Regions from separate parts of the Gossypium arboreum genome. Here regions 1 and 3 are each linked to region 2. Evidence: chromatin contacts called from public Hi-C data. All regions are on one chromosome and are shown on one strand. The core of a region is the stretch at or near the end of the contact, and the rest is flanking DNA. Distances in the headings are between cores, read along the strand shown. Region 1 holds the start of LOC108469032 (dolichol-phosphate mannose synthase subunit 2). Region 2 holds the start of LOC108469590 (inactive poly [ADP-ribose] polymerase RCD1-like). Region 3 holds the start of LOC108469639.

Region 1 (4,971 bases), core at 607-3,106, 260 kb after region 2:
TTCAGTCCCTGCATTATTCTTGTTTTCAATTTCATACTGTGTTGGGGCATCCTCGTTTTAGATCAGCTTCTTTCCCATGACGTTTGGTTGAATTTGGTATTTCTTTGTGATGTATAAAGCTCAATGCATGGTATGGTTGTAACTTCATATCACTCTTTCTGAAGAGGAAACGTCACCTAATTTTTCTTCAATTTTCTTGTGGTGTACTATAAATACATGAAAAAAATTGTCGTATCACATTAATTTAAAATATAATTATTATAGCTTAAAACTTACATTAATTTAAAATATGATGCGACATAATTATTGTAGCTTAAAAAACTTGACATATAGCATTAAACACATCCTATGTCATACATTATTGGTACCATATCACTTAAAAATGCCACAAAGGAAGGCCTTTGAAGTGATAATATAATTCTAGAAAGGTACATTAATTAAATTCTTAAAATAAAAATATGAAGACTAAATTCTAAATATATAAATAATATAAAACTTAGAGAAATTACAAGCTTTAAATTTTTACTCTATAATTTAGTATAAAATAAATATTTAACCAAATGCGAAACGTGGTCAGGAACCATATTAGTGTCATTTGATTAACTCTACCTCATAAAACTAACCATATTTTTTTCTTCAACTATTACGAACATAATTATCCTGCTCATTATTCTAATATACAAGGATTTTTGTGCTCATTAGTCATTAAGGCCATGTGTAGAAGTCTCTAACGAATAACGATCTCTCAAAGCCTAATGGATTCAATGCAATGCAACTCAAAACATTGACAAAGAGAGAAGATCCCTAAACAGCTTCTCATGAAAATATATTTTAATTTGGACATTGAACAAGCCTACTAAAATACCAATAAACTGAGCAGGAAAAAACATGATGATGAGAAATGGAAAACTGAAAGACTTCAGGCTTTAGCCATTTCAGAAAGAAAGAAAAATACACTGGGTTCTCTGTAGCAGTTGTATATTAGACAGAAAAATCAAATAAAGTTGTCCTCAAATGCAACAATCTTTAACAAATTATGATGGCCTAAACACAAATTCTCATCTCAAAACTTAAATTCGAAGCAAAAATACATGGAAGAAAACAAGCAATGCTATACCCAAGGCATGTTTTATGCAGAGATGATAAAGTAGCATCAAGCTTCAAGCCTTCTTCTTCTTGGATTTGAGCAGCACGAGCCCAATAAAAATACAGAGGAGGCAAAGGAGCGCCACACCGGCACACACAGGGATCAGTATGGCATATTCCTGGGGTAGAAAATAGTTGTGGATGAAGTTATCACTGTCCACAAATGGCTGTCCAGAAATCAGAATCAATCAGCAGGTGATAAATAGGTCCTACTATTCAATTAAAATTGAAAAGTAAGTAGTACTATTAACATCAGATACTGACCAGGATGATGACCCAAAACGTATAATACGTGAATATTGATAGACTGGTAATAGATAATAGAAACCCAACTGCTCGATCCGCTAATTCCATTCTCTGATAATATCAAAACCCAATGATGTATAAGAAAAGTAATAACTATCTATATTTCCAGAATTCGTTAGCTTCCACAAGAATCTATGAATTGGGTCGCAAAACCAAATCCCCATGAAGCTTCTAAGATTTTAAGGTGCACAAATTAAGAGGGGAAAAGTTATCAGATAACAGGAGAAACTACCTTTGCAAGAGCACAGATTGGTAATTGCTAGCTTGGATTACAACGGTTCCGCGGCTGACGGTGACAAGATGAACGGAAAGAACGAAAGTCGATTATTTGAGTGGAGGCAAAAGATTAGGGGAAAATGCAGCGTAATTTTTATGCGACGACAGAATTGTTTTTTTTTTTTTTTTAGGTGAAATTCTCACATTAGTCACTGTACTATTCCTAAGTTATGGATTTAATCCATACAGTCTAATTTGATATAGTCGAGTTTAGAGATTTCAGTCCTCATCCAAATGGTAGCAATTAAATTTGATAGATCAAATTTTGTTATTAGTCTTATATTATTGTAAGATGTGAATTTGAACATTATTCTTCAATTTGATAAATTTTAGTGGCTAGAATTTGAAATTTCAATCCTTACACAAATGATAGGTTTCGTGAGTATTGTATGACAATGACAAGTTGACGTGGTATTACATATGATAATATATTTGCTAAGTAAGATTCTGAACAGAATTTAACTTAACAAAATTTGACTACTATCGTTTGAGTCAAACTGAAATTTCAAAATTAGAAAAGTACAAAAACTAAAATTCTACAAATTAAAAAACAAGGTCTAAATCTGTAACTTATGCATAGTACAGGGATTAATAGCAGAATATGACCATTATTTTATTATTATTAGGAATCTTCGGTTCTTGACTTAAAAATGATGATAAATATCGAATGTAGCCCCTGTAGCCTTTTGAAAATGTTGATTTCAAACCCCGAGAGTTTCGAAGTTTGTTCAATCAAAGGACAACCAATACCTCAGTTCTTCAGTCGATTTTGGTTTAAATGTAATTTAATGTAATAGGTACCAATCGGATGAAACTGAAAGTCCCTTTTAAACAAGATTGCTACTACAATTACATAAGATTGGTAATCAAATTTAAGTAAAATTCAACGTTATCACAAATAGTGTCCAAAGAAAATTTCCATATGGCAATGGCAAACCAAATGATTCACAGATCTTGTATAACATAACGACAATGTCATAACATCTGTGTTCTCCAAGCAACAGAATGCTGGAACATATAGACTCGAAAGAATCTACAAACGCAGATGACAAGTACATTTTATTGTCCCATGAACAGGCCAAACTCAAAAGCAATGTATCCTTTCAAGAAAACAATTTCCAGCACCAAACATACCCCCTTCCACGACCATAGGGGGTTTCTGAAGTCCACAAATGCAAACGGAAAAGAGTTTCAAATCTTCAGTTGTGCAGCATCCATTGCATTATATCCTTTCTAATAAGTCCTTCGCCTCGTGTGTAGTTCAACCTCAGTGTGTGAGGTCCATTGATGCTCAAATGCCTGTACTGAGTCATGTTTCCAGCAGCCTTTGGTGGCCGAATCATCATTGCAATTGTAGGGAGGGATTTAGACAGCATATACGTTGATGAACTAAAAAGACGTCTATCAGCTTCACCATTTCGTGGTGTCTGCAAGCTTCTAGGAGTTTTTGATGAGTTATTCACTTGCTTTGTGATGTTCATATTTGCACTGCCGGTACCATGGTGGGGTTTCTGGTGGCTTGGAGGTCGGATTTGGGCAGAAGGTTTCATTTTGTCAAGCCAGCGGAGGATCCAGTTACCAAGGTTCCTACCAACTTCCAAGTCTCTCTGTTGTATATTCTGGTGAACCTTGAGTGCTATGTCAAATACATCACGTGTTCGTCTGGTCACAGAAGAGAAACAGTTTCCGATTTAGAAGGGAAACAAAAAGAAAAATTAGAGAAGGTATTTTCGAGTCCACATCACAAGCAACCGATATTCAGGATTACATTATTGTCTATACATTAAACTCACTACCCAAATGTAAAAATGATGGAACATCATCACAAAATTAAAGTCACTTCAACATTGGTGAAACACTGAAACTCTTAGGAATAAAGCATAGATTACAAGAGTTAGTTCAGGTGTTTCACCCATATTTCTCTCCCTTAGAAGCAGTGAACTTGGTGGACGTTTAAATCATACAGTAAGGAAACCCGCGGCACTTTATACAGTCATCCTGCACCTACCTTATTAGCTAAAGAACCAAATCACTGAGGTTGTGCAGCATGCATAGATCTCAATTTAAAAACATGAAATATTTTGCAGCTTTTTTTAAGTACATATTTGCATGTAATTGGAAACACAAAGAAAAAGAAGAAAAGGTTAATTGATGTACTAAAAAGGAAAACATCACCTTCACACACTATAGCAACTTCATACAGATATTGGCACAAATCTTCATTTTCCACTTAAAAATAACTCTAACTATTCAACGATGACCTTCAGCTAAACATAGATTGTAATGAAAATGAGGCTTCATGAGGCCCAATCACAAGCTCAGCTAAATACCATGGGCATGTCTTGGGCGAAAAAGTTCAGCTGAATAATACTTGGAATTCATGGCGTTTACATAATTATCTCAAAACTACGGAGTTGGTTATAGGAAACATAAAATTCAGTAAAGGTTAGAACCAACAGTTGAACAAAACGAAATCAAACACAAATCAAAGAGAGAACATAAGAGAAGGAATGCTAAGCACTCCTTGAGTTCTACTACAGTTTCAAGTTATCCATAAGTGCACCTGGACCTTGAGGGCATTGCCAATTTTCTTAAGAGACTAAAGACAGGCACCAATAGTGCATATGAACAGTACCTGTCTCTCATGAGGCAGAACGATGAGCTCGGCTATAAATAAAAAAAGTAAGTCGTAAACATCCGATGCACCTGTATGTGCCATTTTGCATTTTCAATGAAAAATATATGGAAATAGACCCTAATTTGACAACAATGACCAGTTCTTACATGTAGAGACTTGAGCCCCAATCTTCCGATTATCTTTCTGAAGACATGAAAGCAATTTAAATTCCTAACTCCTGTAATCAAATCATCTAACAACTCCAAAACAAACACAAACACTGAAAATTTTATCCAACTTATTGGAAATGAAAGATTCATCAAGGCACTTCATCACAATCTAATACACATCCATTTGTCTCAATCCCTCAAGCCAAATGATGGATAGTACTAGTACAGCTAAATAGTATACAAAATATAATTCCCATGCTGATATTCAATAAAAGCAACCAAACCGATCAAGAATCAAAAAGAAATAACGCAATAGATAAATAAATAAAACACGGCCACTAAATTTAGGAGAGAAAGCGAGGAATCTTTTTACCTGTGAACAAATTGTCGAATCCTGGGACGCTTAGGGCTAATAATCCGACGCTGAATCTTCAAAGCAAGCCTGTAAGTTCGTTT
Region 2 (4,375 bases), core at 511-3,010:
CAATTTACATTGTTAACAATTTACAATAACCTATTGTCGAGGTGCGATAATAGTGAGCATTAGTTTAGACCTGATCTGGAATGGCTAAAGTGTAACGTGGATGCGATAGTTAACAACGAGCAGAGACGTTCCTCATTTGTTGTTGTCCGTTCTCATATGGAGGCTTTTGTCTAGGGTGTTTCTAGTTCGCTACTTTGAGGGTTCAACAATAACATGGCTAATTTGTTTGTCATATATGAGGCTCTATCATGGTTGAAACAAGAAGGTTTTGAGGAGGGGGTCATTGAGTCAGATTGTGAATTGGTCATAGCCACATTGAGAACTACTATGACAAATCTTTCTGAGTTTGGGAGCATTTTGCATGATTGTACTAGTATTAATAAAATATCTGAGTTAGTGTTACGAGTCAACTAGGCACCAACTCGTTTAGTGAAATTATGAAGATGTTCTTCCATAATTAAAATAAGTTATTTTCTTCGAAGGTATTTTAGTCTTTTTATTTAAAAATAAATAAAAATTTTGCACGAGGTAGGATTTGAATCCATGCCAAGTACATAGTTTCCACATGCATACGTATGTGATAGGATTTCTAATTTTATTAAAAATAATATATATATACACGTGTTTTAATTTTTATATAATTTCTTTAAAAACTTACTTTTTTTTCCATGAAGTAACTATTTTGCCTACATGCTTATATAGCTAGATATAAAAGGGAGTTTAATTGATATTCTAAAAAAAAAAGTTCAAATGACCTTTCTTTTAGCTGACAAGTGAAACATCCACAATGCTATTTTATTTTTATTTTATAAAAATAGTTAAATTTTAATTTTGATCTCTAATATACTTTAGTTTAAGGTTTAATCTATATATTTTAATTTCTAATATAATTTGGTCTTTATATTTTTACATGTCATTAATTATTACAAATAATTAATATTGTTAACTTTTTAATACTTTAAAAGTCTTACAGACTAACATGTGGCTTTCTATTTCTTTAAATTTGCATCGCTTTTTCTTGACTTTATAAGATAATGGTTAAATTTCAATTTTCACCTCTAAACTATGTTGAAACTTGAGATTAATTTATATATACTTTAAATTTTTACATAATTTGATCTATCTACATTTATAATGTTATTAATTAGTTTAAACAGTTAATTAATATTATTAACTATTTCAATCAAAATACCGACACTAATTTTTTCTAAATATACTATTCCACGAAATTTTTTTATTAAGACAATTTTGAATGTGTATTTTTAAAAACATTCAATCAATATTTTCAATGCTATTTTTATTTTTACATGATTTAATTTCAAAATATCATACCACGTAATAAGCAATTATATTGTAAAGATAAAAAAATCTAAATTTACAAAATATATAAAATTTTAAAATATATTTTAATTTAATTTAACTTAAAATGAGTTTGGATAAATAGTAAAATACAATACATTTAGCTTAATTTTTTCTTATGCTATACGATTATTATAATATCTAATTTTACTATTATTATTACTTTTAAACTAATCACAATTAAATATACCGTCCATCTAAACTTAAGATATATACTAAGCGTCTAATTTTTTTTTAAAGAGTGTCACAAATTCCAGTAAATAATCATGAAAAAGGAATTTTCAGTCAATAATTGTGAGTTTGACAGGAAGTTTATCTTCTAATGGGGCCTACACTGAGTTATTTTTGCTTTCATCCAAATATATAAAAACCTATAATAGTAAGCTCCTTGTTTTTCCGGCTTTTTTTTTTTAGTTCCCCCAATTACCCTTCCTAGCAACCGCCTTTACGCTTTAAATGAATGAATTTTAAAATCCCGAAATGACCCTCATGTTGCCTCTCGTTTAATTTCGAAGTCGTGGATGACGGATCCAATCAAAGATAGACTTGGTGACAGCATAACTTGTGACGGGCTTGTAACTTTATCCTCAACTCGTTTTGATGGTTCGGTTCGCCCTTGCTTTTCGTCCAAGAAGGCGAGATAGCGCAAAAGAAAATAGTAACTAATTCTTTGAGTTAGGGTTTTTAACTTTTCTTTTTCTTTTATTTTCTTCTCTCTCCCATCCCTCCACCTTCTAGAAAACAGAAAAGTAAATCAATCACTCCAAAATTTATCTCATCTGCAGGTAATATTTTCCATTTTCTTTTAGTTTTATTTTCCGTTTTATTTTCTTTGATTAAGTTTTTGACAACGAATTATATAGATCGGCCCTGATCTTGGCATCTGGAAGGCGTTGACTTCATTTGTTGAATGGTTAATTCTTTTGATGGTTGATTTCTGTGATAATTGGTTTTCTAGGGGGATCAATAAAAACATTATGATATGTTAATTTTGAGAATTTTGCTTTAGGATTTTCATTTTAGGTTTTTTTTCGACCTTGCAGTTTTTGTGAGAAATTGCGGATTTGTAGAATATTGATATTCTCCTTTTCTTTTTCTTTTTTGATTGACTCAGTTTTCAGTTATAGAAAACATTTTTTTAGTTTTTAATTTTAGGAATCTATGTTCCACGGTTGAAATTTTGTATTTTCTTTTTTTAATTCTCGATCACCATTCTAATCACGTGAAACACCAGATTTCTTGTCATCTTATGTTCTTAGTTTTTTTAATTAGTGTAGAAATATATTTAGTTTGATGATTTGGATGAAATATTTTTTAGGCTGATTTTCTATTTTTTTCACAAAAAAAAACACACTCGAGTCTTTATGTATTTGTAAGAATTTTCCATTTTTTCCGAATCTTAATTTTCTTTGGTTTCATTAATTTTTGCTCAATTTTCTTAACAGAAATCAGCATAGGATTTAAATTTTTGGTATATTTTTGGCTGGTTTTTTTTTCTTTTCGAGGTCAACCGGGGGATTGTCGTGACTATACTTGTTATTCAAAAAAGCTCATATTCTCAGGTCAACGCCGGTTGTGTTTCGATATTTATGTAATTAGTATCATACTAATTCTGCTCTGAGTAAATTTTGCAGTTTTGTGAAAATTTCTAATTTATTTTTGGTCAGATGTCTGATTAATATGTGCAACATCAACATGTACAATATTTTTATAAATATTGTTGAAACATAATTTCTATAAATTTATTTGCTACAATAAAAAATGGGAACCGAAGAATTGTTGAAACATAATTTTTATAAATTTATTTGCTACAATATTTGTAGGTATTGTTATGTGATGCTGTGGGAGGCAGGGTACCAAATGCTGTAGAGTAATAAAGAAGTTGCTATTTCTTCTAGGAAATAATTGTTAGGAAAGAAAATGAAGAGTAACATGTCCAAGATTAATATGTGCAACATCAACATGTACAACATGGATATGTGCAACATGAACATGTACAGGATTGACACTAACTGCAGTTCTAGGTATGCGATCCTCTTGCCTTGTGGCGATTCTATTAAGTTTGGTTTCATATGCTATCAGTTGCTTGATTATTGCTTATATTCCAATTAGTATGATTTCATATCTAGGCCATTTAATGCCCTGACCTTTTTTATTTCTTTTTTTCAGGATTTCAACTTTTAGGAGACTGTTCCTGTAGTTCGGTAGAAGGTTAGACTTTCTATTCGTTTTTACAGTAGAACTATTGGTTTTAAACCTGTTGATAGGGATTGATCTAGGAAGAAATGGAAGCACCGAACGCCATGGTATTGGATAGTAAGCCTTTGGTTCTACATGGCATGAAGAGGAAGCGGGAAACACAGCATACAACACATTTTCCTGGGGCCTCGCATCTGGTACCACTACAGTTGCCCAGCTTGTGTTTAGCTTTCCAGAAACATGACAAGCGCAGGAGATTGGAGGATTGCGAAGGCAGAGTTGTGAGTTGTGGTTATACTTCAAAAAGATCTTTGTTACTTTGCTATTCAAATTTTAAGAAAACAGGCATTCCAAAGCGCATAATGTTCTATGAGAAAGGTGAATGGACTGATTTTCCCAATGATCTTATTGCCTCAATCAGGAAAGATCTCGTCAGAAAGAAGCCTGCTATTGAGGTTGAGATAGACAGTCAATCTTTTGTGTTAGATTTCTTGCATATGTTTCGATTGGAGCTGAAAACTGGCATGAGACACCCCATTGCTTGGATTGATGAAGCAGGTGGCTGTTTCTTTCCTGAGATTTTTACTGGTGAGGATGAAGCATACCCGTGCTGCAAAGATGAATGTCCGAATGACCAAGAATTCATGTTTAGTGAATCTTATGCCCCTCGTGAGATCAAGCTACATCTTGAGATTGGCATTAATGGTGTTGAGCAGCCAAAGTTGGAATGTAGTGGGGAGTCGAGTTCTTTTGTGAGACATTTTCAAATTGCTCAGAAACCTGCCTCCAGTTATTCTGCTGCGGAAGCCGAGGATAA
Region 3 (4,554 bases), core at 618-3,117, 350 kb after region 2:
TGTTCCCCAGTCAGCTCTTCCTGCAAGGTATGTATCATGGGAGGGCCTACATGTACATGGATGTGTGGCAGAGTGAGTTCTATGTGTTTGTGTTAGTTTCATACATGGAAAATTGAGTCGTTAGCAACGTGGTTTTGACAAATGACATAAAAACCTCTATACTGAATACTGAAATTTCTGCCATTTACTGGTTGCAAATTTAAATTGTTACTTGGTACTCTTCAATCCTGCTTTAGGCTTTGGCATGTTATTTTTATACTCGAGATTTCTTCCTGTTATATGCAGCTACACGGCAGATGAGATGGATGCAGGTTCTAATAAAAGTGCTGAACAGCGAGCCCTTCTTGTTGAAAGAAGGTAAGTTCTTTAGGAATTTTAGCAAGCCATCCCCATTGCATGTTGCAGGCTGTTTGGATCACTTTTGACTTTTCTAAATAAATTCTGGATTTGTATGAACCCTCTGTGCCAGTTCTTTTTTCCGGCGTCCATGTGTCTACATGCATACTTGCCTGCTTGTATATCAATATGCCTTTATAAGATTGGAGCAACAAAAGTAATCAAAAGATCCTAGTTTGTGCTTCCTAGATACTTGTGGGAAGGTTTATAATCATATTCTTTTCTCCATTCCATGCATATTTAAAATATGTATTGTCTAGAGAACTTTAAGAACAAAACCTTGTGTAATACAAGGAAGCTATTTGTTTAAACTGTTTATCTGTTGCGTTATCTTATTGTTGATTTTTTTGAATTTGATAGTCCAACTGCAGCCTTTAGCTTTTGAGTATTCTTCCTTGCAGACAAGAGGTCGTGCTGTTGGATAATGAGATTGCATTTAATGAGGCTATCATTGATGAAAGAGAACAAGGAATTCAAGAAATTCAGCAGCAAATTGGTGAGGTGAACGAGATCTTCAAAGATCTTGCTGTGCTAGTTCATGAGCAGGGAACTATGATTGGTAAAAAAAATATTTAATCATTTGCATTGAGTTAACTATGGCTGTTCTCAACTTCTGGATCATGTAGAGAAGTACTGAAAGTTTATCTGTGGTGCAGATGACATCGGGACCCATATTGAAAATTCCCAGGCTGCCACTTCACAGGCAAAATCCCATCTCGTGAAAGCCGCAAAGAGCCAGAGATCAAATTCTTCTCTGGTAACATACAATGCTCTGTTTCTTTTATTTTATGAAGTTAAAATTGTGTGTTGCATGTAAAACACAATTAAAACAGAGGTTAGGTATTTGCTTCTTTTAATTGTAATAATGGGACTTGTGTGGGGTTTTCGTAAGCTGTCTTCTGACCTGCCTATACAAAGCCGCCTTCATTCCAAGGAATTAATATGTTTATATTTTTTTTGGGCAGGCATGCTTGCTCCTGGTGATATTCGGAATTGTGCTTCTGATAGTGATCATAGTACTGGCAGCCTAATCAGAAAGTCGTCCAAGATGATCAAGGGCAAACTCAAAAGATCTTCCCAGCAGCAAGAATGTGGTCTTCTGAGTAATGTGTTTGACGTTTGTTTGCAAGACATGATGGCTGACTCGAATTCGCTTAATAGTTTTTCAAGTATATAGCATGTGATTATCAGTAAATCATAATGATATTTTTGGTTAATCTTTGGCGGAGTGTCTCTTTTCTAAGTTGGTGTTTTGGTTTTTTTGTTGAGGATGTCTTTACAGCTTTCGTGTTGTAATAAGAGTTGCAATTCTTTGTCTTTCTATATAAATATATATCTATGAGTTGTTAAATAGCTAGCTTAAAATATTTATGCATTGCTTCAAAGTATGCTAGGTTTTCTGATTTCCATCCCATAAAAAAAAAAAAGTAGAAATTCATGTTGGCCGATGTCTAAGAAATTGGTTTGGTGCCAATACAATTGAAAGAGCGGATATGAAGGGCTGGATCAATGCCAACAATCCATGACTTTCACACTAATTAAATTTAATCTCAAGTAATAATTTTATTTATTCCAACTATTTGAGTTGAAAATTGTAGTACACCTTTTATATTACAAAATCATCAGAATTAATGGTCTTCAAAACTGCTGAGCTGGAAAAGATTAGTAGATCACCGGTCTTTTAGGTCTCGAGGGGAATTGGCGGGAAAGGAAAACAAGGAGAGAGAGATTGTGGAAGAGATGAGCTCGTCGGCAGTAGAAGCAGAAGCGCCGGATCTGGTGTGCCAGTTGGACAACGTCCAAGGTATGGTCGACGCACTCTCTGCCGTTCGATGGAAACGCCATCAGGTCTCTTTCTTTTCTTTTCTTTTTTTGAAAATTTACGGTTAGGGTTTTGGGGATTTCAATTTGCTATTTTTGCTATAAGCATAGGACGCAGTGGTGGAATTATCAGAGCATGGTGTCGTTTTGATCGTGGAGGATACTGGTTGTCTTCAAGCCAAAGTTTATCTTCAACGTGAGGTACTCATTTTTCTTCTTCTTTTCCCCATTTATTTTAGTTAATCTGTAGCTGTTTGAGCTTCAGCCGTTCCTTTCCTATTTTCAGCTATTCGTTCGCTATGAATATCATGCTGAAGGGCGACCACGATTTGGAGTAAGTTTGGGCCTCTTTGTCGACTGTTTGAACTCATTTTCTGCACCTGGACGTTCAAGTATGATCGAGATTCAATACCCAGGACCTGATATGCAGCTTCTTATCAAGTATATAAATCATATTCTTTCTTTATCAGCATCTAATATAGTAGAATTTCAATTCAATGTTGAGAATAACTCCGGTAAATACGGTATGAATTTCCAATTGTATCTAATTTCAACTTAAATAAGTCAAGGGAGCAAGGTCCCTCTCATCCATGATTAAGTTGATTTCTACATATTTAAAAACTCAGCTCCTGGTGTGACTGTTTTTTTTTTCTTTTCTTTTCAATGATTGTTAGGTCTGTTGATTCACTTGATGCTTGTATTTATGCGGAAATCAGGACAAGAATTCCAGATACAATTTCATGGGACTACAACTTTGAACCTGCCGGAAGCACGCCACTTACTTTTACTGTCAAGGTATTGTATGTTCGTGGTGTGATCATATCATATAAGAAAGAACAAAGCATGGTTAATGGCTGCTTCAACCCCTTGTACACCTAAATCTCTGATGTAATGGATTTTTGAGCTTTTCCAGACACCATTGTTGTCTTCTATTAAGAAGATGATACTACATGGTTGGAATGTCCACTTTTGCTTTAAGATCCTGTTAGGTTCAACCAATTCTTACGGCTGCAAATTACAACCATAGTTTTTTATTCAGTCCGCAGCATTAAAAGAAGCAATTGATGATCTAGAATGGCCAGGGTCGAGCATCCAGATCAATCTACAGCCAGATCCCCCATGCATTACGTTTAAAGGAGAAGGCCATGGAGACTTGCAGGTGCTGTTTTACTTCCACATCCGTTGAGGTTTTTGACCACTCGGAAGCTTAACTACTCATCCTTTCTTGCAGATAGATTTCACCTATTATGTAAATACGGATCTTGTGATTGCATTTCACTGTGATTGCCAAGTATCCTATAGGTATGTTTATTTTCAATTGATTCTTTATATCATATACTTACCATTTCACTTAAGCAAACCAATATCATCTGTTACTGTGTTGGAACTTGGCAGGTATAAATACAAGTTTCTTCGAGCAACAACATCGAATCTACCCAGCAGTGTTATTAAAGATAACAGAGGAAGTAAACTGACCATTGGGAGAGGAGGGATGTTGAAAGTTCAACACTTGGTTTCAGTTGCTAGATCAGCTACTTCACATCCTCATATTGATTCTGCTGGGCATCAGCAACCTAGTCGAATTGCTTATATCGAGTTCTTTGTGAAGTCTGAGGTAGATGAATAAAGTTGATTCATAGGAATTCTGTTTTATTTTTCGGCATTCAATTTGGAGCTGTCAGTGATCTATCAAGTTGTAGCAGTGCAAAGGAAAACCGACTTTTGAATTTTTCTTAATGATTATATATAATTTCATACTTGATTCATGACACTGAAGTTTTGGGACTTAATTAATAGATAATATATATTTCAATTGTTGTTATCTCTAATCCAAAGGAAATAATTATAGTAGATAATGAAATTAGCACTGTTTTAAGGAGAAATTAGGTCATTAGATAAAACTTATAGGGGTCCTCAAAGAACTCTGAAGATCAATAAATTACAAATATATAGACGTGCTATTACATTTTACAAGGCAAGCCAAGTCAAAATTTTGGGTTTCCATAAATCCGTTCTACTCTACTGCATCTTCTAGCATTGATAGTACTTGCAAAAATCCTGAACCAGACACGGCTAAACTGAAACTCCATCTCACTGCCAAAACTAACTCCATTTGATATAAAATGCACATATTAATTGCTCCATTCTTTCCACAGCCACTGGACTGGGCTGGACATTTTGTTTAATGTATTCTTGATGAAAGCATTCTCTGAGCCTATGATGGCTGCTTTGCCAAGCCACCAAACAACTCTGAGACGGGCTTTATTACAGTCTGCCTGCATTTAGATTGAGAGAATAAACCACATTGATTCAATCACATTCATATTACAGAACTCC

What was found. A called contact is a pair of places that touch in the nucleus more often than the background predicts.
Region 1: a Hi-C map of leaf shows a contact between it and region 2, with 2.8 times the contacts expected there. The contact joins the promoter of LOC108469032 here to the promoter of LOC108469590 in region 2. A contact is called at or near these places in 2 of 5 Hi-C or Micro-C datasets (both in leaf).
Region 3: a contact with region 2 is called in a Hi-C map of leaf, with 4 times the contacts expected there. The contact joins the promoter of LOC108469639 here to the promoter of LOC108469590 in region 2. A contact is called at or near these places in 2 of 5 Hi-C or Micro-C datasets (both in leaf).

The regions. Positions count from the first base shown.
Region 1 is chr8:16,560,285-16,565,255 of ASM2569848v2, reverse strand. It overlaps LOC108469032 (dolichol-phosphate mannose synthase subunit 2), which reads right to left and starts at 1,856. Exons shown (of 3, transcript XM_017769920.2): 1 at 1,685-1,856; 2 at 1,411-1,503; 3 at 962-1,313. The coding sequence starts at 1,500. The coding sequence ends at 1,161. LOC108467708 reads right to left here. Exons shown (of 2, transcript XM_017768448.2): 1 at 4,889-4,971; 2 at 2,578-3,390. The coding sequence ends at 2,928.
Region 2 is chr8:16,823,495-16,827,869 of ASM2569848v2, reverse strand. LOC108469590 (inactive poly [ADP-ribose] polymerase RCD1-like) reads left to right here and starts at 1,760. Exons shown (of 8, transcript XM_053018480.1): 1 at 1,760-2,144; 2 at 3,258-3,383; 3 at 3,529-4,375. The coding sequence starts at 3,645.
Region 3 is chr8:16,474,344-16,478,897 of ASM2569848v2, reverse strand. It overlaps LOC108469639, which reads left to right and starts at 1,867. Exons shown (of 7, transcript XM_053018367.1): 1 at 1,867-2,244; 2 at 2,329-2,418; 3 at 2,504-2,658; 4 at 2,934-3,012; 5 at 3,257-3,376; 6 at 3,449-3,519; 7 at 3,613-3,993. The coding sequence starts at 2,137. The coding sequence ends at 3,844. LOC108469640 (syntaxin-22) reads left to right here. Exons shown (of 7, transcript XM_017770601.2): 3 at 1-27; 4 at 286-357; 5 at 798-955; 6 at 1,053-1,153; 7 at 1,362-1,747. The coding sequence ends at 1,427. LOC108469638 (calmodulin-interacting protein 111) reads right to left here. Exons shown (of 11, transcript XM_017770597.2): 11 at 4,088-4,493. The coding sequence ends at 4,433.